Linked DNA regions of Zea mays: region 2 is linked to region 1. The links are chromatin contacts, called in public Hi-C maps. All regions are on one chromosome and are shown on one strand. Each heading gives the region's core, a stretch centred on a gene start, on an enhancer-like site or on the middle of the called end of the contact. The rest is flanking DNA. Distances are from core to core; before and after follow the strand shown.

Region 1 (7,328 bases), core at 2,884-5,383:
TAGCTCATTGCTGTCCAGACAAAGACTCCCATCCTCAATATGGCTTCAGGGGTCAGATGATGAAGGAAAATTTGGAAGGTTTTCAACACTTCAACTACAAACCTGCTCAGTGGGAATCGAAGCCCAGCTTTAAAGAAGCTTCGGAAGATCACAACTTCATTCTCCTCAGGCGCAGGAGTGTTATTGTCTTCACCAGCCCTCACAATAGATATATCTCGAAAGTACCTCCCCCTCATGCTCTCATGGTGACTTTGCTTGATGGTCGACTTTCCAAAAATTGTATGGCTTGGCCTCCACGGTCGATCTTCGGAATCTTCACCCCCACTTTCTGCATCATAGTTGTCACTGTCACCAGTATCTTCAGACAGGCCCTCCAATATCTCTTTTGTAATCTTCTCTGTATTTGATTTTGCCATTGAATCTAAAACCCAGCTATATAAGGATTCACAGCCTTCTTCTGTTCAAAGAGCTTCTCCTCTTCGGTTAGCTTCATCTCAGTAACAACCTTCTTGTCTTGAGACATCTTTTCTTCGGAAATGACGAAAACGTGTCCTTTAAACCGAAGCTTAGAAAGCTTGAGAAACTAGCAAGCGTTGGTGAGCAAGAGCTATAAAATTGAGAAAATAAAGCAAATGGCACAAGCAGCGTATCAAATGTGGTTGGTGCAAGTTCTTATTTATACGCTCGGCACACCCCAAATTGGAGGGTCCCGTCTGTCATTGACTGTTGCTATTCTAGCAAAGGGAAGGTATTTTTTCGGACCTTTGGCTTAAGGCCTTCATCCATGTCGCAGTCTGAATTCGTTATCTTAAACAAATTAATACTGCAAGGGGCTACTGTTGGAGGCCTTTGTCCTCCGAAGGTCCTCAAAAACGTAATTTAACAATGTCTTCCAAGCATGGTTTATAGACAGGTACCTTCGGATTCAGGATTAAAGACATATACGATGAGAAGGGCATGATCGTGACGAAGGTTGTCGTTGCTTCGAAGCTATACACAAGGGAGCTTCGGCTCAATCGCGGGAAAAGGAACCGACTTAAAGGGGAAAAGGCTATCCAGTCCTCACATATTTTTCCATAAGCCAATAGTAAATGTAAAGGGCATGACTGTAATTTCTCACAGGCTGTGTCCTGTGCCTATAAATAGGTGAACCGTACCCCCGTACTGTTCACGCTGACCTATATTTGCTCGTGCGTCACTCTTGTACTTTTACCTTCTGTCAAGCCGAAGGTACTTTTGTAATTCCATATCATTTCTATTTTTTCATGATAATAAAGTGGGAATGAGTTGATAATGTTATATAATTGTTCATGTTATCTCTTATATTTCATATGTTTCCCCTTTTATTAACATATGCTACGATAATGAAGGTATGTCCTTCATGACCTTCGTCAGAAGATCATTATATCCTTAGGGAAATAATGTTTCGAAGGACGAAGGGCAATAACATTTAATATTTCTGTTTTGCCTTGTTCTTAACTCATAGCATTTGAGAACAAGTCCCCAACACACCCATTAGCACTTTAGCTCTACAAAAGGTGCTAAACTATGCTAAAAGTGGTCATTTCTCTCTCTCCCATCGAAATGCCCTCTTCTCCCCTATCGTTTGGTTGCTTGTTTAGGCATTAATTAGGGTATTGCGCTAAAGTTTAGCACTTTAATCCAAACATCCCTCAAGCGCTAAAGTTCATCAAAAGTTTAGCAGGTGCTAAACTTTACACTACGGAAACATGCCTTTCGCTCCTAGAGATGTCTCAATAGACACCTCATTTAATTAGGTTGTACATGCCCTAAGTCCCTATCGCCACCTTATTCACGCATCAAAGTTCTATACACGGTTTGCATCGAGGAATTTGGTAAAATGGGCCACTCCACGATGACGTCGTTCAAAATAGATGCCTTTAGTTGAACTTGTAAAAATGGGTCGATCGATTAGGCTTACTTCATCAAAATACTCATTCGAGCGATTAACTTGTTTGACAAGTGGACCCGTACCCTCGTTGGACTGGAACGTCCCTCCCTTCCATCGGGCCTATGTCTGATGGCGCAGGCGAACATGAGGATGAGTACAATAAAGACAAGCACGACGAGGAAGGTGGTGACGACGGAGCTACTAGTGCGCTGGCAGAAGCCATGGAACTACATGCAGATGGGCATCCAATTGGCATGCCAGTTGCCCGAGTGTGCCACTTACATAATGGCCACCGCGACGCGCGCTGACGCCATCTACAACACTATTACCACCATGTCGCATACGAGCAGCTACAACCACACGCTCATCGCCTCACTAGGCCAGATGATGCCCACCATGGAGAAGGGCAGCGACAACACTAGGTACCCTGCGACGACAGTGTTGGCTACCAGCACGGAGGTGAAGGCAGGGAAGTTGTCGAACATGGACTGGAAGGAGTTGGTGAACATGGACCGCCTCTCGTCGATAGTGCTCGTGAAGAGGGCGGTCACAACGTCGGGCCCAAAGCGGACAACCTCGGCAACAAGTCGACCACGACCAGGCAGCGCCGGAACCCCTCGGTGCCCGAGCTCAGTAGGAATGGGAGACCACTGCCACCAGTGGTCGTCTTGTGCAGCACCGTTAACAGCTAAGACTATCTGTAGTGCAGATTACTCCATATCCTTACTCTATATTACCCTTTATAGTCTAGTCATCAAAATGCAAACCAACCCTCCGTGCAACCGTGCAAACTTCTAATCTGAACCACATGATGTTGATCCAAGGGGACGTGCGGAGGAGTGGGAGGGGGATTTGAAAAGGTGTGATTAGCAGCGGACGATTAAGTGTAAAATTATCCACACCTCTGCGTCCCTTGGATCAACATCATGTGGTTTAGATTAGAAGTTTGCACGGTTGCACGAAGGAGTTGGTTTGCACCAGATACATTTCCCATCAAAATTCATTACTATATATTACAATCTTCTGCGCCCATATCTCTCTCTATATCCCCTCTATATCAATTATTACATATTCTATTTATTATGATCGAAATTCTATATTTTTTGTGCACAACACGTACTTTTGATATGGATAGAGATGGCAATGGGTAAATACCCACCGGGTATTACTACCCCATACCCATACCCACGACACAAAAATAACCCCACTAGGTCACCCACATACACTGGTGGGTATGAATTTACCCCCATACCCATACCCATGTGGGTATGGGTCACCCATCGGGTCACCCGTACCCACAAAAATTAAACATCTATCAAAATATTATACTATACAAATGTCAAGTATATCCATATAAATACCATAACAAAATTTTCTAGCATCATTTAACCATCCATTCAACACACCAAAGATAATTGGATAAAGTAGTAACACTAGGATAGTACTACATAGCACATTACATGTTCCATTACATGGTCATTAAATTGTCATTAAGTCTTCTATGACATTATGGTCTAAAAGGTTGTTAAATAGTAAAAAAGATGAATGACTAAAGTACAAGTTCATGCTTGGGCTAAGTTTATATTGGGTATTTATACCCACGGGTTAACGGGTATGGGTGAAGACGGAACGTTCTAATATTCGTTTACCCATTGGGTGGAGATTTTTGCCCAATAATAAACCCACGAGTATAATATTTAGTCTATATATATACCCTAATGGAGTAAATACCTATCGGGTATCAGGTCGCGGGTACCCATTGCCATCTCTAGATATGGATAAGACTTCTATCGTAATTATTGGTGTCCGCTATATCTGACGCAATATTGTGGATGCATAAGGATATAGAGAGCTATAGCGGAAACCGTTGCACATATTTTTAAGCTCCAGTTACCTGTATGCGCGTTTACCGGAAGGATTTCTGTAGGCCAGTGCAGATACCCTAAGGAAAGGGAGAGATATTTCGGTCCAACAGGGATACATGCCCACTTATCAGACTAGTTAAACATCCGGATGTGTATTTTGACGAAGTGATCTACTCGATTGACCTATTTTTACAAATTCATTGTAGAGTGATCTATTTTGGTAAATTCAATGTGCCGGAGAGGCCCAAACCGACGAGGGGGGGTTCTCAGCTCTGGGCAGTGGCCGCTTTGAGTGGGCCGGGCCGCACCGCGCGAAACGATGAGATGGGATGAGCCGATGAGGCCGCATCGGTGACGACGATCCAATTCCAATCTTAGCCAGACCCGGAGGCAGCAGCGACCAGCGAGCGACGCCGGCCGGCCATGCTCTCCGCCGCTGCGTCCGCCATACCCAGGCTCCGCTTAGCGTCGGGCCCGCGGCTGAGGCGGCCGTCGGCTAGGACGCACTGGCCGCGGCCACTCTCGTCCTCCAGCCACGTAACGCCCGTGGCGGCTGCGGGGGCTGGGGAGCTGGAGCCGCCGGACCTCACCCGCTTAGCCAACGCCGCGCGCATCTCGCTCTCCCCGCAGGAGGTCAGTCGCCGTCCTGCTTTCTTTCTCTTGATGCCAAACATGTGATGCTCTGTGCACATGAGAGGCTGACGCTTTGCTTGTGTTCTCTGTGTGCTCAATCGCCAGGCCGAGGACTTCGAGCCCAAGATTCGTCAGGTTGTGGATTGGTAAGTTTCTGCTACCTGTTCTCTTCTTCTCGCGAGTGGATGATTGAAGGGGCGGTTTGTAGTGCTTGTTGCAGCTCATAAAATTCTGCGAGACGGTGTAGTCTTTCTACTAGGAATGCTCTGCCGTGGGTTTAGATAGTTTCTTAGTCTGTATTTTTTTTTTTGATTGGGGGACCAATGAACACATGCCGTAGTGCATTGCTAATTTCAGACTGGAAATGCGTTGGATGATTCAGATACTGAGTAATGTTAGTACCTTGTGCAGATTGCAATATATCTTACTATGATACCTCTAAAGTCAGCGATTTAAGTCCCTCTCACTTTAAGTTAGAGGAGACTCATCCCTGAAGTCATCCAGATATACACATCGTTCTCACAACTTCACCATGAAAACAATATAGCTGCCAATTGTTGTAGAAGATGTTGAGTAGAAAACACATGAAAAGTTGAAGGCCAACACCCTTGCACCAATGAAGGCACCTTTCTAGGATGAATGGGACGCTGCTTTTAAAAGATGAATATGGCAGCATTATTTTTTCTAGTGAACAATGCAATATGAACATGTTAATGGACCACATCTAGTTCCTGTGGCAGAACACCACAAATGTCACAAGCTCTGCCACAGTTAAGTTTTTTCTCTCGAATGCACAGGAGGACTGCACCATTTTATAAATTAAGAAGAGAGGATACATGGTCAAAAGAAGACCAAAAATACAAAAGTAAACTAAGGAATCCTTACTGAGGCCAGAAACATGCATATATAAACTGGTCCATAGGAACACAGACACTACTAAAGACTAAGAAGCCTCCTTCCCTCAAGTAGCAGGAAGTGGGGCTGCCAGGGAGGATAATACCTTGGCACCAGCAACCTCCCACAAACTCCTCTCATCTTCAAACTGCTTGAGGATTAAAGGCAGGCTAGGAGACCCATTGTCAAAAAAAACACCTATTACGATGAAGCCAGGTCAACCAAGCTCCCAAGATGATAAGGGAGTTGAGACCTTTCATGCAGAGCCCATTTAGTGTCTCTGAGGCATTTTCCCACCATTCCAAAAAGGAGGAGCTAAGGAGTACATACCAAACTTTCTCAGCACCTTATACCAGAAAACCCTTGCAAAAACACATGTGACAAGCAAATGATTTGTAGTTTCAGAATCCTGATCACATAAAGGGCATTTGCTTGGGTGATTTAATCCTCTCTTGGCGAGTCTATCTGCTGTCCAGCATCTGATCTGGGTAACAAGCCAAATGAAAAAAACGATATTTTGGTGGAGCCCATGTTTTCCACACTCGCTTATAATGCCTGAAATAGCATGATCCCATAAAAAGACCTTTATAGGCAGACTCTGCAGAGTATCTACGATCTGAAGCAATGCTGAAAATATGCTTATCCTCCCTGTCAGGTTGCAACTCAAAACCAGAAAGCATCTCCCAGAGACGAAGATAACCTGATAAAGCTTCAACAGTGAGCCTCCCCCCCCCCTAATGTCAGCAATCCATTGACCATTGGATAAAGCTTCTTGTACAGTTCGTTTCTGAGCAAATCTCTTATGCTCCGTTTGGATGTTGGAATTGGAGATGGTGGAATTGAATTGGATCCAATACCAAATCAGCCTGGCTTTGGAAATCGGATCCAATACCAAATCCAGTTCAATTCCGAGCAAATCAGAGGGTGGAGGGTCGGAATTGGAGAGTGGAGGCGTGTGTAGAGTTGAATACCGGCTGGAATTTGGTGGATTTCCAATTCCAAATACTGTGACCATCCAAACACCAGAATTCGGGTTTGTCAATTCCAATTCTGAATTCCGAGTCTAAATTCCAACATCCAAACGCACTGTTAGGAATTATGCCAAAAAGCCTAGGGGCCGACTCAGAGATTCTTTCCCCATGCAGCCACTTATCAGTCCAGAACAAGGTGTTTGCACCGTCTCCCACTTCAAAAATCAGGACCATGGAAAAGAAAGCCCGGGCCTTGGCCATAATTTGAATAGATAGACCAAACCAAGAGCGCCCAGGCTCAGTTTTTTGCAGCCACAACCACCTCATTCTGAGCGCCCAGCAGAGTTCCTAGAGACTAGAAATACCCAGGCCTCCCAGATGAAGGGGTCTGCAAACCTTTCCCCATGCTACCAAACAGTGCCCCCCTCTAACTTCCTTTCTACCCTTCCAGAGAAATCCTTTTCTTATTTTATCAATCGTCTCCGAAGCCCAATGGGGGATGTCAACTGCCATTGCCACATAAATAGACATGCCTGTAAGCACATGTTGTACAAGGGTTCTTCTCCCTGATCTGGTCATTAGATCCGCCTTCTAATGCGGCAGCCGATCAGCAACCCTTTCAACCAAAGTCTGAAAATGATGTCTGTTTAACTTATGAATGGAAAGAGGAAGACCTAAATACCGGCAAGGGAAGGCTGCAACATCACAGGGCAGCAGGGTCTGGACTTCCAATAAGGTATCCACGGGGCACCTAATGGGAAAAATGCTGGACTTCTGTGCACTATTGTAGAAGCCAGAAGCATCTCCAAATAACTGAAGAATTTCCAGAGTAACAGAGATATCAAAGGGTGCAGGAATAAAACCACATCGTCTGCATACATAGAAATTCTGTGCAGCCTTTTCCCCCTTGAAAGTTGCTAGCAGACCTCCCTCTTCTGCCTTATTGAACAGAAAACCCAAAATACTGCCACAGTTAAGGGATATGTTTTAGATTTGTATAACTTGATCAGAGTGGATGTTTTTATTTTGTGTAGTTATGTGATTCTTAATCGC
Region 2 (7,328 bases), core at 1,534-4,033, 280 kb before region 1:
CCACAAACTTAGCCAATTCGGGATTGAGGTGTCAAATTCCCCCCGCGATCTATGAATGATCAGTCGTAATTCTCTACTAAATTCCTGAGTACAGCGGAGCACCGAGGGATCTTTGTTTGAAAACAGCCACTCGTTTCGGCTTTTCCAGATGCTCCAAGTCATAAGAATAATGATCTCCATAGAGAAGAGAACGTTGAGCTGGTGCATGAGGTTCACTGATGCCTCTTCAGGATTGGAAATAGCTCTTCCCTATTCTTTACAGAGAGAAGTCTTTCGTATAGATTTTGTTGAAGAAACCTTTGGAGGAGTCTTTAAAAAAGCTGTACCGAAAGGCCTTTAGAGCAACTCCAACAAGTCTCAAGAATATAGCTCCCAAAACATGGAAATTAGGATCTCCTTAAAAGTATTAAATCCAAAAAATAATAATATTCCAACAGCTCCCAATTTTATCCCTAAAACATTTTTGATTTTCCTTATGCATTCAAACTATACTATGATTTGTGTACTGCAAATAACAAGGATACATAATTGTTTTCTTTGATTTTCTATTATATTGTAATGATTCCTCCTAAAATGCCTGACTATGCGCTGTCGAGAAGGCTTATTCCTAGGTTGAACAAGTGTTGCTTATGATTCATACAATACACAATAGAACCAATGCATCAAACTGAAGATCACATGCCAGAATAACAATATTGATGCATCAAACTAAAGATCACTACCAATACAGCAGTACTGATGCATCAAACTAAAGAATGCAGACAACACAACAATACTAAAACTACAAATGATTCTCTTAAAGAAACTGTAAATAGTTCTAAACTGTAAATGGTTCTCTTAAACTGTAAATGCTTAAAGAAACTATAAATGGTTCTCTTAAACAAGCACATGATTCAAGATAGATGGTCTGCTGATGACTTTCTGGAACTGCATATGCTTCTTTGAAATTGCAAATGGGAGGTCTTATGTCTTTTCTACTCCAAACTATACAGAAGTAAGCCTAGGAAAATAAAATTAGGATTTCCTTTTATTTTATGAAGGCTGTAGCCACGGTCAGATTTAACTACCAAGAAGTGCGTGCTCTAAATTTGATAAATTTGGTCCAAAAAGTTGTATCCCTACACCCCCCATTTAATATGTGATCTTAATTTGTTCTATATTAGTTTTCAGCAGGCAAACAAACATCCTTGTTTCATATCGCAACTGAACGTTCCCTGTGGGCTGTGGCATGTACCTATTCCAAAGCACAACCCATAGAGAAAGAATTATATTACATACTGTTTCACGTAGGTCGCAATGAAGAACTGGCATGCAACTTCCTCCGTCGTCCAAGATTCCACCGCCGGTGTCTGAACTAAAATAAGGCAAACGAAAGCACGAGTACAAAATAAGTCCATGTCTTTGTTGTGCGTACATGAGGCCCTAGAGCCCAATTGGGAAAGCCTGTAACAAGGCCCAGAGGCGCAGGACAAGATGGATGACAAAAACTTGTCAGATAAATCTCCGACCGAGAAAGTATGCGCACGTCCATATTTTCCTGCTACTTTTTCAAGGGAAAATATCCTATGCAACCACTTATCCTGGTGCAAGCATGCAATCAAGCAATCTGGTGCATCCGATCTAGATCTAATGATGACTGTTATTTTATATTTAACCCCTTCCACCTAAAACATAATACCTATTTTACTTTTAACCCCTTCCATATGAAACCGTTGGATCTAGATTGGATGCTCTGGATAGTTTGATTGCACGCTTGCACCAAAATGAGTGATTGCACAGGATATGTCCTCCTTTTTCAACTACGATTCCTCAAGTATTTCCTTTTTTTCAGTCACATTGTTCAATAGACATACATTTTATTAAACATGCAGGGCATCGTAGAAGAGAATGGTTTTCCCTTCCAAAAAGCAAAACAAAAGAAACTCGTATAGTCGATCGACGACCATGCATCACATTTCCTTTTCCTCGATCTTCTCTTATTTCCGCGGAAAACAACGAAGGAAACCCAACCAAGGAAACGCATGCTATTGCTTAAGCATCGCCGGAGGAGCTGGTCGATCGCTCGCTCACTCACGGGCCTGATTGTTCCGGTCACCTGTCGTCGTCGTCGAGCTGAGACACGCTCCTCCAGAAGCCCGTGCCGTAGAACCTGGCCCACACCTCCTTCTCAAGCTCCCCCGTCTCCTCCAGCTGCAAGGCGGGCTTCACCGGCAGCGCCACCGCCTCGACGGCGCTGGCGTCCACCTTGACGACGACGCCGGCGTTGTCCACCGGGAGCTCGTAGATCTCCGTGGCCTGCCCCACGGAGGCGGAGCGCCGCCGCCCGCCCTTGCTCACGCGGGCCGCCTTGCGGCACAGCGCTGCGGGCGCGCGCACCGTGGCGAGCACCACGACCTCCACCATGACACAGGGGAAGCAGCAGCACACGGCCGCACAGCCCGCCGCGGTGCCGCCGGCCACCTCGCTGCAGGTGCGGTGCTGCCGGATGTTGATGTCGCTGTCACAACGCTGAGGAGGGCGACGCCCTGGCCCCGGGCGGCGCGGTGGGAACGCCGCTGACCGCCGCATCTGGTGATGCCCTTTCGAGACCTGCACCGGAGCCTGCGAACGGTGGCGTGGGGCGTCGCCGGCCCTCGCCGCCGCCACGGCCACGGAGGTCGTCGGGCACGACGCCTCGGAGCGGCAGTGCTGGTGGGCGTGGGCCCTGTTGGACCGGACGGCCGCCATGGCGAGCTCTGGATGGCCCTCGACGGCGCGGCGCCCGCCCAAGGTGGATGGGTGGGAGGCCGCGGAAGGAAGACGTGGGCGGAGGAGACATGGCCGGTTATTAATTATAATAATGAGGTTGTTGCGGGGGCTCGCCGTGGCCTACTGCGGCGAAACCGGTAGGCCACTACCCAATTTTGGCCGGTGATTGATGATTAGAAACGGGCAAACGGCCGGGCACCGAGCCCAGCTTCACCTAGTGGCACATGCTGACATGCTGTTTGGTTTGTTGCATGAAGCGTCACAAGGTATCTAACTTTTTTTTTAAAAGATTAGTTCTTCAATTTAAGCAACTACTAAAGTAGGCTCCAAATTAAACACACGCAACTGTCATACGTTCACTTGCACGTGCGTTGAGTGCCAACAATATAACATGTACATTAGTCCTATCGTAGCTGCGCCGACATGCCTGCCATTCCAAATTAAACTTACCATTGGACATTGTTTTGATGATTCTTTATTTACCTTAATCTATATATACTGAAGTTGGTTGAGATAGAATTTATTTTAATTTTTACGCTAAATTAGTCCAATACACATGGATTAGGGCTTGTTTGGTCCAACCAGTGCCTCCACAGCTGTACCCCCACTCTGGTCCTCCCTCTCCCTCCTTCGAGGCTCTGTCTGCTCCCCGTGTGTGGCTAGGGCCAAGATAGCCACCGTTGTTCGCTCGCCCACCCCCTCGTTCCCCCACCCGGGTAGAAGCATGTTGGAACTTGCTACCAGGTGCAAGGGGATCCAACTGGGGTGAGAGTTGACGTGAACAGGGTTCTCGCATGAGATGACAAAAGCTCTGTTAATCTAGCCTCTTAAGGGCACTGTGCGAGAGTATTTATAGGTACCTGAGTGCCCAGCGCCCTGTGTTAAGGACGCATGTGCCCTCAGACATCTAGGTTATCCCCGGAATATTCCCATAAAGCGGGGTTACAGATCGTAATTACAGGGATGCCTTTACAAATTAGGCCTGTAACGCGCAGCGGCCACGCAGGGCCTGTTACAATGGGCCGGATCACACGTGGGCCTCCGTGCTGGACGAGGTCGCAGTGATGGGACGACCTCGTCACAGGTCTTCGTCCGATGACGTGTGGGACGAAGGGTGAGCCTTTCTGTTGTCTTGTCTCCGCTGGTCCGACGATTACGGCGAAGGCATCGAGCGAAGGGTGGCGTCTTCGCCTTCGCCCCAATATTTGCCCTCCGAGGGACCAGTTCGACTAAGTCATCTGGTGCCGAAGACGTCGCTAGATGGCGGAGACGCTGCCCTCGCTCGAAGTGGTTCCGCGGGGGTTTTTGACATGACCGTTAATTGACACCGTACTGTTGGACTGCGGGTTTCCCGAAACGCCGCGCCCTGTGTATAAAAGGGGGCGGGGGGCGGCGCGTTTTAAACTTTATCTTTCCGCGCTCCGTGAAAACCCTAGCCGCCTTTTCCACCATCTTGCTGCTCGTCTGCCCTCCTTGCTCTTGTTCGCCGGAGATCTGGCCCGAGTGAAGCAGACCGCCCGCCGCCGCCGACGGTACGTAGCGATGCCGACCTCTTCTTCTTCTTCTGCCGCTACGCCGCCGGCCGACGCGTCGTCTGAGGAGACGCTGAGTACAGTGGCGGCGGAGGAGTTGCGCGCCGGCGAAACGGTGGATTTCGGTGTGTCGCGGATGTCCTCGGTCCGCGTGCAAGATATGCAGCGGCTTGGTTACTTTGGCGGTGGAGTCGCTCGTGTCCCGGGGACGGAGGAGGTCCCCGAGTCGGAGGGCGAGTTGGTTGTGTTCGAGGCGTTCTTTGCCGCTGGTCTTCGCCTGCCTGCGCACCGATTTGTTGGAGAAGTCCTACGCAGATTTAACGCTCAGATCCATCAGCTGACTCCGAATGTCGTGGTGGCTCTGTCGAAGTATGTCTGGGCGACGACTTCGTACGGCGGACAACCATCAGTCGAAGTCTTCGTGAAGTACTATTGCCTGCACTGGCAGAAGAGGATGATTGGAGATGAAGTTGCCCAGTTTGGGTCCTGTAAATTTACGCCGAAGACCGGCAAGACCACGATGGAGGTAGTTGAGTTGGTTCCTTGCGCCCGCAACAAGTGGGGCAATTGGCATGAGTTTTGGTTCTACGTCGCGGAGGGCACAGTCGAAGACCATCCGGGGCTCCCCGTGTCCGAGATGTGCTCGCATTTTTACTCAGCATACCCGCCGTTTGAAGTGGCGGAGGAGGATGCGGACGAAGGGGCCCTTCGGTGCGCCGCCGGCCTGAGCAGCGGGCGCGATTTGGTTGAGGAGTTTGTGGCGTACGAGGTGTGACCTTTGGCGCATGGCTGGGCGTTGGGCGAAGTATGCCCTCGCCAGATGCCTTCCCATGGTGGGAAGCTGGTGCGAAGTCCCGCCTTCGTGCTAGATCTGCATAGCCTCGATCCGGTCGCCTTTGTGCGTGAGGCGGAGGATGGGGCGGTGCGGATCGTTGGTCGGTACGTGCCAAAGACAGAGGGCCAGCGTAGCTGGGATATTCGCGGGTCGAATGACCGCTTGAACAGGGTTTTTGAGTTGAATCGTCTGCTGTATGGCGGTTATCTCGGCCAAGACGATGTGGATCGTCGCGGGAAGAAACCGGTGGTAGAGACTGGAGACGACCCCGCGCCGGTGGCCGCCCCGTCCTCTAAGAAGAGGAAACTAGGTACTGCTATGGGAGGACTTGGGGTTTCCGATGGTTTTGCTAGAGAATTGATGAGGACATGCGCGGCCCCGGGGGGAAGGATGTCTTCGCCCGAGCTCCGGGAGTCTTCGGCGCGGATGCTGAGGGTTACCGGGGGTTGGTGGCCTAAGAATGTTCCTATCCCCCGCGCGGCCGGCAAAGACTTTTTTACATCTCGCATGGTTCGTGATTGGAAAGTGTTTCCTTACGGGCGGAATATTGTTGCTGTTGTGTCGGCAGTGATGGACAAGGATCGCCAGGGAGCTGCACAGAAGCGCCAGGCGGTCGTCAGGCTTCATGAGGCCAGGCCGAAGAGGCAGCGGGGGGCTGCGAAGGCTACTGCCCTTGGCGGAGGCCAGCCGCCGCTGGCGGCGAAGTCGGCCGTCCCTGCATCCAGCAGGGCGCCGGAGGCTGCGAAGGCGGCTGCCGCCGGTGGTGCCAAGTCTGTGAAGGTTGCCCCTGCATCCAGCAGGGTGCCAGAGGCCGCGAAGGCGGCCCGAGGGTTGCCGCCGCCGGGCAAGCGCGTTGCCGACTTCGCCACCGACATTAGTGTGGACGATTATCTTGTTGGTAAGTCGTTGGCTCGATTTTTTTTTGATTTGTTGGTACGTCGTAGGGTCGGACGAAGGCCAACTTGTCGTTGTTCCGCCTGCCGCGGTGACCGCGGCGGCTGCCGTGGTGCCAAGGGCGAAGGGCAGTGCTCTTAGTGCCGGCGGCGAGATACCGGCACTCGCTGCTGTCAGGGACGAGGCGGGTGCTATGTCCCGCCGGCTGAAGGAGATGAAGGAGGCACTAAGTCAGGTACGTTTGAGCTAGACTTCGTTTTTTTTACCGGCTTCGCCGGGGCTGTGGTCTTATGTGTGTCTTGTAGGCGGCTGACTTCGCAGACCGCGTGGCATCGGGGGCCCTGACGGTAGTTGTGTCCGCCGAAGTCGAGAGACTTCGGACGCAACATGCTGATGCCGTCCGGGAAAAGTCGGCCGCCGACAGTAAGTGCCGCAAGCTGACGGATAAGGTGGCTGCGCTGGAGGGTGAGAAGACTGACCTCTGGCGCCAACTGGCGGAGGAGAGGAAGGAGGCTAATGAGGCCCTCGCCAAGGCGCAGGCTGCGCAGGCGGAGGCCAATTTGGCGCGGGCGGAGGGCAGTCTTGCCAGGCAGCGCGCCGAGCAGTTGGAGGAGCGGCTCAGCGCTCTGCAGAGCCGCGTGGAGAGGGCCGAGGCCTCGACGCGCTCGGAGGCTGAGCGGACACGCAAACAGCTTATGGATTCATACCATGAGTTGGGCGCGCGGACCGCCGACTTCGAAGTGGCGGACTGCCGACTTCGAATTGTCGGACCGAGAGCCCGGACTTCGTTGCCTCGAGTGGATACAGGAGGAGTTGCAAGCGCTCCCCACCATCGTGGAGGGGTTTATGTCTTATGCCTCCCTGGTCACCTGCGAGGGGGCGATGAACGCGCTCTCTCGCGAAGGGTGCCGGCACTTTGAGGTCTTCGACCAAGCTGATGAGGATTTCGAGCGTGATATCTACAAGGTTGAGGACCCTATAGTGAAGGAATCCGCCGGAGCCCTCTACGACCGGATGTGGGGCCCCCACGGTCGGGAGGTGGTCAGGGAGCGGGCCGAGACGGCGAGGGGTCAGGTAATGTTTGGCTTTGGTTTGGTGTTAGTTGAATGTGGGCTATATGTGGGTTTGCTGAATCTGTGTGTTGTGTCTCAGGCGGTGCGTGGCGAGTGGGTGGATGACTTCGGGGCTTTGAACATCGTGCTGCCTGACCCGGAGCCGAACCCGACGGAGGTTGTGCCCGAGGCCGTGTCACACCCGGGTTTCGGGGCACCAAGACCCGGGAGCAAACATAATCACCAGGTGTGCTGGGACCAAGTCTC

What was found. Hi-C and Micro-C count contacts between places; a contact is called where the count stands out from the background.
Region 2: a contact with region 1 is called in a Hi-C map of tassel, with 2.8 times the contacts expected there. The contact joins the promoter of LOC100382821 here to the promoter of LOC100274537 in region 1. A contact is called at or near these places in 2 of 25 Hi-C or Micro-C datasets (ear and tassel).

Annotation. Positions count from the first base shown.
Region 1 is chr5:16,521,509-16,528,836 of Zm-B73-REFERENCE-NAM-5.0, reverse strand. LOC100274537 reads left to right here and starts at 4,133. Exons shown (of 5, transcript NM_001148893.1): 1 at 4,133-4,410; 2 at 4,516-4,556. The coding sequence starts at 4,201.
Region 2 is chr5:16,801,517-16,808,844 of Zm-B73-REFERENCE-NAM-5.0, reverse strand. LOC100382821 reads right to left here and starts at 2,783. Exons shown (of 1, transcript NM_001175521.1): 1 at 1,839-2,783. The coding sequence starts at 2,727. The coding sequence ends at 2,092.